Linked DNA regions of Mus musculus: region 2 is linked to region 1. Evidence: chromatin contacts called from public Micro-C data. All regions are on one chromosome and are shown on one strand. The core of a region is the stretch at or near the end of the contact, and the rest is flanking DNA. Distances in the headings are between cores, read along the strand shown.

What was found. Hi-C and Micro-C count contacts between places; a contact is called where the count stands out from the background.
Region 2: a contact with region 1 is called in a Micro-C map of embryonic stem cells, with 5 times the contacts expected there. The contact joins the enhancer-like site here to the promoter of Ahcyl2 in region 1. A contact is called at or near these places in 1 of 39 promoter capture datasets (cranial neural crest), 4 of 484 Hi-C or Micro-C datasets (B cells, bone marrow-derived macrophages and embryonic stem cells), 3 of 115 datasets of contacts at active chromatin or transcription factors (all in embryonic stem cells) and 1 of 9 other capture datasets (adipose tissue).

Annotation. Positions count from the first base shown.
Region 1 is chr6:29,764,988-29,770,495 of GRCm38.p6, forward strand. Ahcyl2 (S-adenosylhomocysteine hydrolase-like 2) reads left to right here and starts at 3,456. Exons shown (of 17, transcript NM_001171000.2): 1 at 3,456-3,919. The coding sequence starts at 3,551.
Region 2 is chr6:30,024,853-30,030,360 of GRCm38.p6, forward strand. No RefSeq gene overlaps it. Among named protein-coding and RNA genes, the nearest start is that of Nrf1, 20 kb to the right of the region's middle. Within about 2 kb of position 2,044, at least 59 of the 459 cell types and tissues checked have an H3K27ac peak or open chromatin away from gene starts, as enhancers often do. A contact at or near this core is called in adipose tissue, bone marrow-derived macrophages and embryonic stem cells, where this site is marked.

The DNA of each region.
Region 1 (5,508 bases), core at 2,206-4,705:
AAATCTGCTAGCAGCTTTCATTTAACCTGTGCTGTCGTTTTCTGGATGTTTATTCCTTGAAACTGTATGCTCCTTCACAAAATCAGTATTGTAAATCGCCAAGTGAGTTGATGGTAGTGGGACACAGTCTATATAGCCTAGCAGGCTTTATTAATGTTTCAGTCTAGCCCAGGGCATCCTCGAACTTACAAATTCTTCTTCCTCAGCTTCCTGAATACTGGAATTATATGTGTGCACTACCAGTTGTTTTACAATTTAAACTACGTTAGCCTCTACCTCTTTTCTTGTGTTGCTGGAGATGGAACCCAGGGCCTCATTGCATGCCAGGATTCCTACGGCATCTTGCTTTCACCTTAGAGGTTTGCTTCACATGTCTGGTGACTGGCTATCTGCTCACGGCGTGGCACGAGGTGTTCCCTGGAGGACGGTCATCACTGCTTGTGATCTGGCTGGCCCATTTCCTTGGAGAATTCCTCAGCATTAGTTTCTTTGTTTTCTCTCTTGGACCTCATGGACCTCATTATTGTCTGCCTGGCTCCTGGAAGCTGAATGAACCAGACGAAGGAAAAAGACCTGTAGACCTAAAACGTCTTTTAATATAGTTAATAGACTTGCGTGTAATCTTCCGGTTTCTAATCTAGTAATTCCACCTTCGAGTACACTTGGTTTGCTTCAGCAACAAAGCTGTGCCTCAGAAGCAGCAGATGAGTAAGATGGAGCTAGAAAGCCCGAAGAACGTGGTCTGACTGTTGGTTCCAGGCAATGTTAAAATCTGGGGAAACAGGGGCTAACATCTGTCTCTTTTCAGGGCTCAAACTCCTTACGTTTCATCACCACATCCCCCTGAAGGATCGGCTCTTCTGCTCAGTCATCAATCCTCGTGGCTGGCCAGGTAAGCAGCTGCTGGGTATGAGTTCCTCACATGCCAGGTGGCTGCACTGTAGCTCCCTCGTGCATTGGGGGAAAGGAAGAAATCAGTTATAAAGTTGTTAGCCCCTGCCCAGCAGCTGGAGGATGAAGCTCTGGGCCATTTCTTCGTAACAGGAAGGAAATGATCAAAACCGGACATGTGAGGAGAAAGCCTAATAAGCTCTTGTGTCTGGCAGACTTTTGGGTTCTGTGGAAATGGCAATGCTCAGGTGCCTTCCAGCATAGACTTAGAGACCGGGAAATGACAGCTCCTAAAGCTCCCACATGAAGAGACTTCCACGGTACTAGAAGGATCATGACAGGAACTCAAGCAGGCGATTTCTCCGTTTGTCTCTGTCTTTTTTTTTTTTTTTTTTTAAGGACAATTTTTTTAAAGATTTATTTATTATTATATGTAAGTACACTGTAGCTGTCTTCAGACACTCCAGAAGAGGGCGCCAGATCTTGTTACGGATGGTTATGAGCCACCTTGTGGTTGCTGGGATTTGAACTCTGGACCTTCGGAAGAGCAGTCGGGTGCTCTTACCCACTGAGCCATCTCACCAGCCCCCGTTTGTCTCTGTCTTATTCTTGCTTAGAAAAAAGTAGCTTTTCCAATGACAAGCTGGCCGGTAGTCCAAGGGAGCTGTTAGGGCTGCAGTCACTTTTTGAACAGCCACAAACCATAATCCTCTTTGCCTCAGTTTCTTTAGGAATAAAAAAGCCTACCTCATAATATGCTAAAAGTCAACCACATCTTAGTGCCCTTTTCCCCCTTTAGGTAATATTCACATAAAAATTTAAAGAATGTGCAACTAAAATAATTTTTAAGCTTATGCATATGTGTGTGTCTGTAGGACAAGAGGGTGTCACACCCCCTGGAGCTGGAGTTGCAGGTGGTTGTGAGTTGCCCAATGTAGTTGTTGGGAACAAATTACAGCAAGGGCTCATAAATTTTGAGCCAACTCTCAAATCCCTAGAAAGTATGGTGTTGTCTCCTACTTTTTAGTCTAACTTCCTTCCTCCCTCTTTCTGTAATGTATATGTGTGCTCTAACTGCTTGTACATCTGCAGGTCAGAAGAGGGCATCAGATCACCACTATAGTTGGTTGTGAGCCACCATGTGGTTGCTGGGACTTGAACTCCAGACCTCTGGAAGAGCAGCAGATGCTCTTAACTGATAAGCCATCTTGATGTTGTTATATGCCCCTTCCCCTTCCCCGCCAGGGTATCTCTGTGTAGTCCTGGCTGTCCTGGAAATTGCTCTGTAGACCAGGCTGCCTGCCTCTGCCTCCCAAGTGCTGGGATTAAAGGCTTATGCCACCACCGCCTGGCTTTTAGTCTGATTTTTAAAATTATAAGCATTTATTTCCTTTTATCATTAAAAGACTATTGGAGAACTCTTCTTAAAAGAAAAAAAATTCTATCATCAGTAGAACATTACTTTCAGGTAAGTTTCTTCTTTTTGTGACAGGCTTTGGCTAAGCAGTCAAAGCTAACCTCAACACATTTCTGATTCTCAGGTCTCTGTCTCCTGAGTGTTGGGCTTACCACTATGACCAAATGGTACGCAATTTTATTTTATTTTTGTTATTAAAAATAAAACTGGCAGCTGGTGATCTGGTCAAAAGTTAATTGAATTTGTTGCTCATTTAGAGGGCCCAGGGTAGATTCCCAGTTCTTTTCTGGTCCTTTAATTACATGTGTGCGGTAGAATTAACTTTTTTTTTTTTTTTTTTAAAGACAGGGCCTTGCTTCATAGCTCAGCTGGCCTCGAACTATTATCACTGGTGACGCATACACTTCAGATGTTCAAATTATTACTGCGTACTCCACCATACCCTGACGAGATTTCTTTCTTTGGGGATTTGATTTTAGTTACTTAATTCAAGAGTACGCCAGAAAGCATGACAGCAGGAAATGGCTTATTTCTTTTCTTCTAGAAACCAACCCACTGAAGAAAGGCTCGGAACGGAATGGAGAAACCCCATGCCTTCTAGCCTGGAGCCGGAATTCATCTCACCTGACCTGCCGCTTTTCCTTTAAAGGCCGCCCACGTGATAGCACACATGCGCACACTCCGGAGGAAATTCACGCCGTCAGGGGAGCGAGTCATTCTTGCCCCCCACTTTCCCTGGGGTTTCTGGCATTCCTTTCCGGAAACCACAACCCCTCTGGAGACATTCTCCTCATCTATTCCGTCGCGTCATCCGTTTTTATACTTTTCTGTTAGTCGCTGTCCTGGGAGTTCCCTCTCCATCAAAAACTACTTTCCGGAGGAGGGACGAAAGGACTACAACTCCCAGGGGACTCTGCGGCCTATCCCCCACCCACCCCCCCGCGAGGCGAGCGCAGTGCAAGTTGGTTGCTGAGGTCCCACGGTCTTCTAGTCGCGTGCAACCCGGAGCAAGCGCACTACAGGTTCTGTGGCGCCTCGCGCGTGAGTCAGACAGGGGTGGGGCGAGGCTCGAGAGGCCGGGCTGGCGGCGAGCGAGCGGGCGGGCGGAGGAAGGGGGTGGGAGCGGAGGCGATGGAGGGGAGGAGTGGGGGTATGGGGGAGGGAAGGGGAAGGGAGGCGGGAGGCGGGGCCGAGTGGGAGCTGGTGCGAGAGTCAGAGTCGGCGGTTGCAGTGGAGGCGGTGATGTCGGTGCAGGTTGTGTCAGCAGCGGCAGCCGCCAAGGTGCCTGAGGTGGAGCTGAAGGATCTGAGCCCCTCCGAGGCGGAGCCCCAGTTGGGACTGAGCGCGGCGGCCGTGGGCGCCATGGTACCCCCAGCGGGTGGCGGGGACCCAGAGGCTCCAGCTCCGGCTCCCGCGGCGGAGCGGCCCCCGGCCCCCGGCCCGGGCTCGGGGCCCACCGCGGCTCTGAGCCCTGCGGCCGGGAAGGTCCCTCAAGCGTCCGCCATGAAGCGGAGCGACCCTCATCACCAGCACCAGCGGCATCGCGACGGCGGCGAGGCCTTGGTCAGCCCCGACGGCACGGTCACCGAGGCGCCGCGCACGGTCAAGAAGGTACTGGGGTCGGGCTGCCTCGCTTCTCGGAGAGGCGGGGAGGGCGGGCACGGGAGTGGCGGCCCTTCAGGGCACGGCGGCACCCGGTTCCACACCCTCTAGATCGTGGAGCCGAGAGTCTTCTCCCACCCTTGAACCCGCTCTTAGAGCGGCCGCCACCCGGTGCTCCGCTGCGAAGCGAAGCCTCTAGGTACCACGGGCGTACTTTACTAATAACATGGAGGTAGCGCCCTTCACTACTACTTGAACGAGGCAGGGGGAGGAGAAGCACCTACTACTACACCCGGCGCCTCCAGCACACTCCCGCGTGTAATTTTCCGGACTGTTCGGTGGCATAGAAAAACCTTCCCTCCAGCGATAAGGATAGCAAGATCTTTTTCCTTGGAGAACGAGGAAGCTGTAGTTAGCTCTCTCTCATGAGAGCTCGGGAAACCCTCTGAGTTGCCTGGCTTCTGTACAGATGATGACTTTCTGCCTTTCTGTGGCCAACAGCTCTCCACAGGGTAGTACTGATCTGTGCCCTTCCTTTCTAGCCATTGCAATTCTCTTGTACTGCGATTGTAGACCGGTAATGGAAAGATGCTTCATTCACCCTGAAGAGGGCTGGTCTCTAGGATTACCAGATTGTACCTGAAGAGAATGCTTATTTTATTCATATCTTTATCGTGAGCAGAAAGTGTTAGGAAGAAATGCTTGCTACTTTGAGGAAAGTAATCGTTTGGGGCTGTCGGCTTCCTTCATAAATAGAAACGTGTAATGATGGTACCCCCGAATTATTTATATATTGGCTATACCCTTTACCCACTCCCCTCGTTTTTTCTCCCATTTATTGATGTCAGCACAAGAGGTAAAAGACAAGATCTGTGGATCATCTAAAAAAAAATGTGGCTTTCATTTCTTGGGAACAGTATGAACACAATGATTTACGTTTTTTCCCATTATAATGGGTGCATTTTGTTCCGTCAGAACAACAGTAAAAAAAGATATGAAGTGTACATTGGGTTTACTATGTAGAGTTTAGGTGAACCTTGGCTCCAGCAAAACATTTTGTTGTAATTACCTCATGACTTAGGGCAGTTAACTTTTTCATTTGGTAGTGCTAAATGATGTCAGAGGCAAGACTGAAGGAATTTAACAGTGCTTTAGGGCATGCTGTGTCCTTTGCAGTTTGGTGTGTTGTCCTCCCCTCTCCATGCAATTATAGTTAAATGGAGGAATTACACTTAAAAGATGCAGCCTGGGCTAGTGCTGGAAGTACTTAGGTCAAAATTAGGAAATCCAAAGCCTATTTCTCACTTGTTAAGATGGTTTGTAGCTTTGGCCAAATCTTTTTCTTGTGACTGTTTTTTTTTTTTCCCTAAAGTTTGTAATTTAGTTCTTTTAAGGGTAAAATGTTTAACAATTTACTTTTAGAGTGAAGTTTATACTTAGGTGCAGACCTAAGTTTGAACATAGTACTCCCTTCCCCAGATTTAACTTTTGAATAAGTCTATAAGGTAATTTCTCCAATAAAATGGGGGTACTAATTATGATTAAAGATTAAAAATGTTTATGGTCATCACATAGAACTTGGTACCTACAGTAGGATC
Region 2 (5,508 bases), core at 794-3,293, 260 kb after region 1:
GCCCTCTGCCTCTGCCTCTGCCCTCTGCCCTCTGCCCTCTGCCTCTGCCTCTGCCTCTGCCCTCTGCCTCTGCCTCTGCCCTCTGCCTCTGCCTCTGCCTGCCTCCTCTGCCTCTGCCTCTGCCCTCTGCCTCTGCCTCTGCCTGCCTCCTCTGCCTCTGCCTCTGCCTCTGCCTCTGCCCTCTGCTTGCCTCCTCTGCCTCTGCCTCTGCCTCTGCCTCTGCCTCTGCCTCTGCCTGCCTCCTCTGCCTCTGCCTCTGCCTCTGCCTCTGCCTCTGCCTGCCTCCTCTGCCTCTGCCTCTGCCTCTGCCTGCCTCCTCTGCCTCTGCCCTCTGCCTCTGCCTCTGCCTCTGCCTCTGCCCTCTGCCTCTGCCTCTGCCTGCCTCCTCTGCCTCTGCCTCTGCCTCTGCCTCTGCCTCTGCTTGCCTCCTCTGCCTCTGCCTCTGCCTCTGCCTCTGCCTCTGCCTCTGCCTGCCTCCTCTGCCTCTGCCTCTGCCTCTGCCTCTGCCTCTGCCTGCCTCCTCTGCCTCTGCCTCTGCCTCTGCCTGCCTCCTCTGCCTCTGCCTCTGCCTCTGCCTCTGCCTCTGCCTCTGCCTCTCCCTCCTCTGCCTCTGCCTCTGCCTCTGCCTCTGCCTCTGCCTCTCCAGTGGCATGCACCACTATACCTGGTAAGAATTTTATTTTTACTTTATTATTTTTTAAAAGATTTATTTATTGTATGCATATGAGTACACTGTAGCTGTCTTCCAACACGCCAGAAGAGGGTATCAGATCTCATTACAGATGGTTGTGAGCCACCATGTGGTTGCTGGGAATTGAAATCAGGACCTCTGGAAAAGCAGTCAGTGCTCTTAACCGCTGAGCCATCTCTCCAGCCCCTATTTTATTTTATTTTTTTATTTTATTCTTTTGGTTTTTCGAGACAGGGTTTCTCTGTATAGCCCTGGCTGTCCTGGAACTCACTTTGTAGACCAGGCTGGCCTCAAACTCAGTCTGCCTGCCTCTGCCTCCCGAGTGCTGGGATTAAAGGCGTGCGCCACCACGCCTGGCTTTTCTTTTTTTTTTTTCTTTTTCTTTCTTTCTTTTTTTTTTAAATGTGTCTGTTTCCTGCATCTGTGTGAATGTATGCCATTGATGTGCTGGTGACCTCAGAGGCCAGAAGAAGGTGTTGAAATCCCGTGGAGCTGGTGTTAAGGGCAGTTTAGAACTGCTAAATGTAGTCGCTAGGAGCTGAATTCAGTTCTTCTGCAAGAATAGCAAGTGCTCTCAACTGCTGAACTATCTCTTCAGACCCTTTTATTTTCTAGATATGACTGTCTGTCTGTCTGTCTGACTCTCTCTCTTTCTCTCTCTCTCTCTCTCTCTCTCTCTCTCTCTACATATATATATATATATATATATATATATATATATATATATATATATATATATATATATACCACGTACATGTCTGCTGCCCTTAGTGGCCAGTGGAGAGAGTCAGATCCCCCTAGAACTAGAAGTACAGGTAGAAGTGAGCCACCATGTGTGTGCTAGGAATTGACTGACCCCGGATCCTCTATAGGAACAACTGCTAAGCTGTCTTTCCACCTGAGGGTTTTGTGTGTGTGTGTGTGTGTGTGTGTGTGTGTGCGTGCGTGTGTACACGTGTTATTTTGCTTTGCTTTTTGAGACAGGGTCTCCCTACAAAGCTCTGGCTGTCCTGGAGCTCTCAGTGTAGTCCAGACTAGCCTTGAACTCGCAGAGATCTGAGTGCTGGGTTTAAAGCCATACATCACCACACCCAACCTCAACCCCAGAATTTTATTACAGCAGGAACACTAACAGCTTGAACTGAGAGATAGGGTAAATGGGAAGAAGCCTAAGGGACCCCCAAAGTTTTTCTGCCAAGAAACAGATGGACGGACACAGTTGTAACTATCAGACACATTTCTGAAAGGGGGAAAACACTAAAACTAAAACCAGCGGGTGCGTGACTTAAGAGGAAATGGAGCCCGAGGCCATAGGGTGGGGCCTGGAGCCGGACAGGAAGTACTCCAGCCTGGAAACAAGTTTGTCTGAGTGGAGCTAGAATCTGAGTGCAGTGAAGGAATCCTTTCTCCTTCCTCCTCGCCTCTAAGCCCCACCCGCTTCATAGCAACTTTCCCCGAGCCCAGGCCCGCCTTCCTCTCAGTAGTTACTTGACTGACAATGACTTTGATCTTTTGATTACTTTGCCTCCCCCTCTGGAATTTCAAGCATTGCCACCATGCCTACTTTTATGCTGTTGTAGGGTTGGAACACGGGGCGGGGTGTAGTAGGGTTGTAGCCCAGGCTGACCTTGACCTCCAAACAATCTTTTTTTCCTCAGTTTTCCAAGTGCTGGGATTACAGACACCCACGGCTACACACAGGTTCTGACTGTTTTTTCTAAAGTAAAAATTCATGATAACTAAGGAGCTGAGGGCAGGCACATCCCTATAATCCCATCACGCAGGAGATGGGGTCAGAGGGCCACGGGAGTCTTGCCTGGTAATGAGTTTATAGCCTAGAATATATGAGACTGTCAAGAAAGAAACTAAGGCCGGGGGTGGTGCATGCCTTTAATCCCAGCACTCGGGAGGCAGAGGCAGGTGGATTTCTGAGTTCGAGGCCAGCCTGGTCTACAAAGTGAGTTCCAGGACAGCCAGGGCTATACAGAGAAACCCTGTCTCGAAAAAGAAAGAAAGAGAGAGAGAGAGAGAGAGAGAGAGAGAGAGAGAGAGAGAGAGAGAAAGGAAGGAAGGAAGAAAGAAACTAAGGATGGGGACGTGGGGAGAGAGAAGAGAAAGATCAAGATAAACTGAATGATACAGAATCTGACATTAGAGCCATCCCAGGAACGTCCACGTGGTGGTTGGGATGGAGCTGGGAAATGTCCAGTAGAGCTGTCCTATACCATTCCCTTGGATTCCCACTTGCTCCTCTGATGGAAACTGTATCCTCTCTTCTGTTAACCTGCTTGGTGAAAACTGCTGTGAGCTAGCATCAAAATCTAAGCAATTTAAGGCAGCTTGCCCTTGCCAGGGGTAATGTGCGCAGGGTTTTTGGTTTGGTTTGGTTTCGATTTTTGCATCCTTATCATCATTGGGGGGGGACGGGACTTTTTCTGGCAGTACATTCAGCGGCTCAATGGAAAAGATGCTGTGAATGTCAGCGAGGAGAAATGACTTCAGACCCAGTGTCCCGTCCTTGTGAACCTCACATGCTGGTTCACTCTTATATTTTTGTTTTTTTAAGATTTATTAATTATACATAAGTACACTGTAGCTGTCTTCAGACACACCAGAAGAGAGCATCAGATCTCATTACAGGTGGTTGTGAGCCACCATGCAGTTGCTAGGATTTGAACTCAGGACCTCTGGAAGAGCAGTCAGTGCACTTAACAGCTGAGCCATCTCTCCAGCCCCTGGTTTATTCTTTTGTAGCAGAGACCTTTGTGAACTGACAAGGGGTTCTCTGGTTGCTATGGAGCTAACAAGCATACTGTTGCCTACTCCAGCTTTGTACATTTTCAGTCTGTTGTTGAGTAGTGGTTTCCTCTGGAGTGAATCAGTCCCTCCTGGAGCGGGGAGAAAGGAAATTTATAAGACTCAGGAAGCAAACACAATTTACAAGTCTTAGAAAGCTACTGAAACATCCACCCCCAACACACCCACCCACACCCAAAGTTGTATAAGCGGTAACAATTGCTTGGGAGAAGAGCCTACTGTGGGACTACCTACAGGTTGTGAGCTGTCACTCACGCAGGGGGTGGGCATTTTGGAGGTACAGCTGCCTTTGAGTCATCCTTCCTGCTCCAAGTAAACTGTCAGCCACACCCTTGTGAATCCGTAATCTCATTGCTTTATTCAGCTAGTCTCTGGCAGAACAGACAATTGTTCTAGTCTCCCAGAAAGAGTCACACAGTTCTACATCCTCAAAAGAACTCGGTAAGATTTAGCACCTTCCTTGTGGGACCATTACTTTCTTGGCTGTACTTTAATGACGATAGCTGTAGGTAAAAGCCAGAGTCGGAGCTAGGAATTGTTTTACCATAGCTAGGCCCACAGTAGGTGCCTACTAAGTTGTTTCCCAGATAACAATAACATGAAAGCAGTACAACTCTTCCTTCCTTGTTCCAGGATCCCCCATGAATCCTAAACTCTACAAGAGGCTCTCAAATCCCTTTTAGAAAATGGTTCAAAGTGGTTCTAAGACCTGCCATATCCTCCCATACACTTCGAATCATCTCTAGATTACTTATTGTGGTAGTTTGAATGAAATGTGGAGGTGGGCTCTGAGCGGTCAAAGCCTCTGGCGACCCCCACTATGCTTTCTCTGCCTCCAGGTTGTAGCTTGAGGTGTGAACTCTCTGGTCTCAGCTCTCAGATCCAGTCACCAGGCCTGCCTGCTGCCATGCTTCCCCCACCGTGATGTTGATGGAGTCTCTTCTTTTAAAAAAAATGTATTAGTTTTATTCTGTGTTTTGCCTGCATGTGTGTAACTGCACTGTGTGCATGCAGTGCCTTAGGAGGCAAGAATAAGGCCTCAAAGGGCCTGAACCTGGAGTTACAGAGAGTTGAGAGTCAACAAGTAGGTGTTGGGAGCTAAATCCAGGTCCTCTGTGTGCTCTGACCTGCTAAGCCATCTCTCCAGCTCTAGGGATGAGCTGTTGGCTCTCTAGAACCAGAAGCCCAAAGAAACCTTTCCTTCTGTAAGTTGCCTTGGTTATAATATTTTATTACGACAGAAAATTACCATGTACAATCCCTAATACAAGGCAAATGCTGTAGAGAGTAGTCAGACTGTGCATTTTGGACAATAATGAGCCAGAAAAGTACATATGTTCAGTACAGATGCACATTTTATTTTTTCTGCGTATTTTGATCCACCATTGATTGAATCCAAAAAGGAAGAAGCCAGAGATACAGAGGTGGACGGGACTCCTTTCTGCTCTCTAGGAAAAGCCTATGCATGCCGTCCATTAATGAAACTCATCTCTATGGTGAGTTCATTCAGGAGGTGAAGGGTGACTCTGGCCAGGATTTTTGCTTAGGCACCCGGTCTCAAAACTACAAAACTACTAGTTAGGGGTGAGGTCTATCCTACTTGAACCGGGAGACCAAGAATTGAGATCACTGTACCTTCAAAGCAAAGTAAGGGCTATGTGTCCCTTTATTCTTTTGTTTTGTTTTGTGTTTTTGTTTGTTTGTTTGTTTAAGTTAGGTGTTTTTCTTTTTTTCTTTTTTCTTTTCTTTTTTTGAGACAAGGTTTCTTTGTGTAGCAGAACTAGCTCTGTAGACCAGGTTGGCCTCACAGAGATACTGTAGACCAGGCTGGCCTCACAGAGATACTGCCAGGGCTGGGATGAAAGGCTTGCAACAACAGGCCCGTGTTTGGCTTTTTATATAGTTTACTGTGTACCCGTGGTCATAGTTAGGCCATAGTGCATGTGTACAGTCAAAGAACAGCCTGCAGGGACACAGATTCTAGCTTGTGGGTTCTGAGG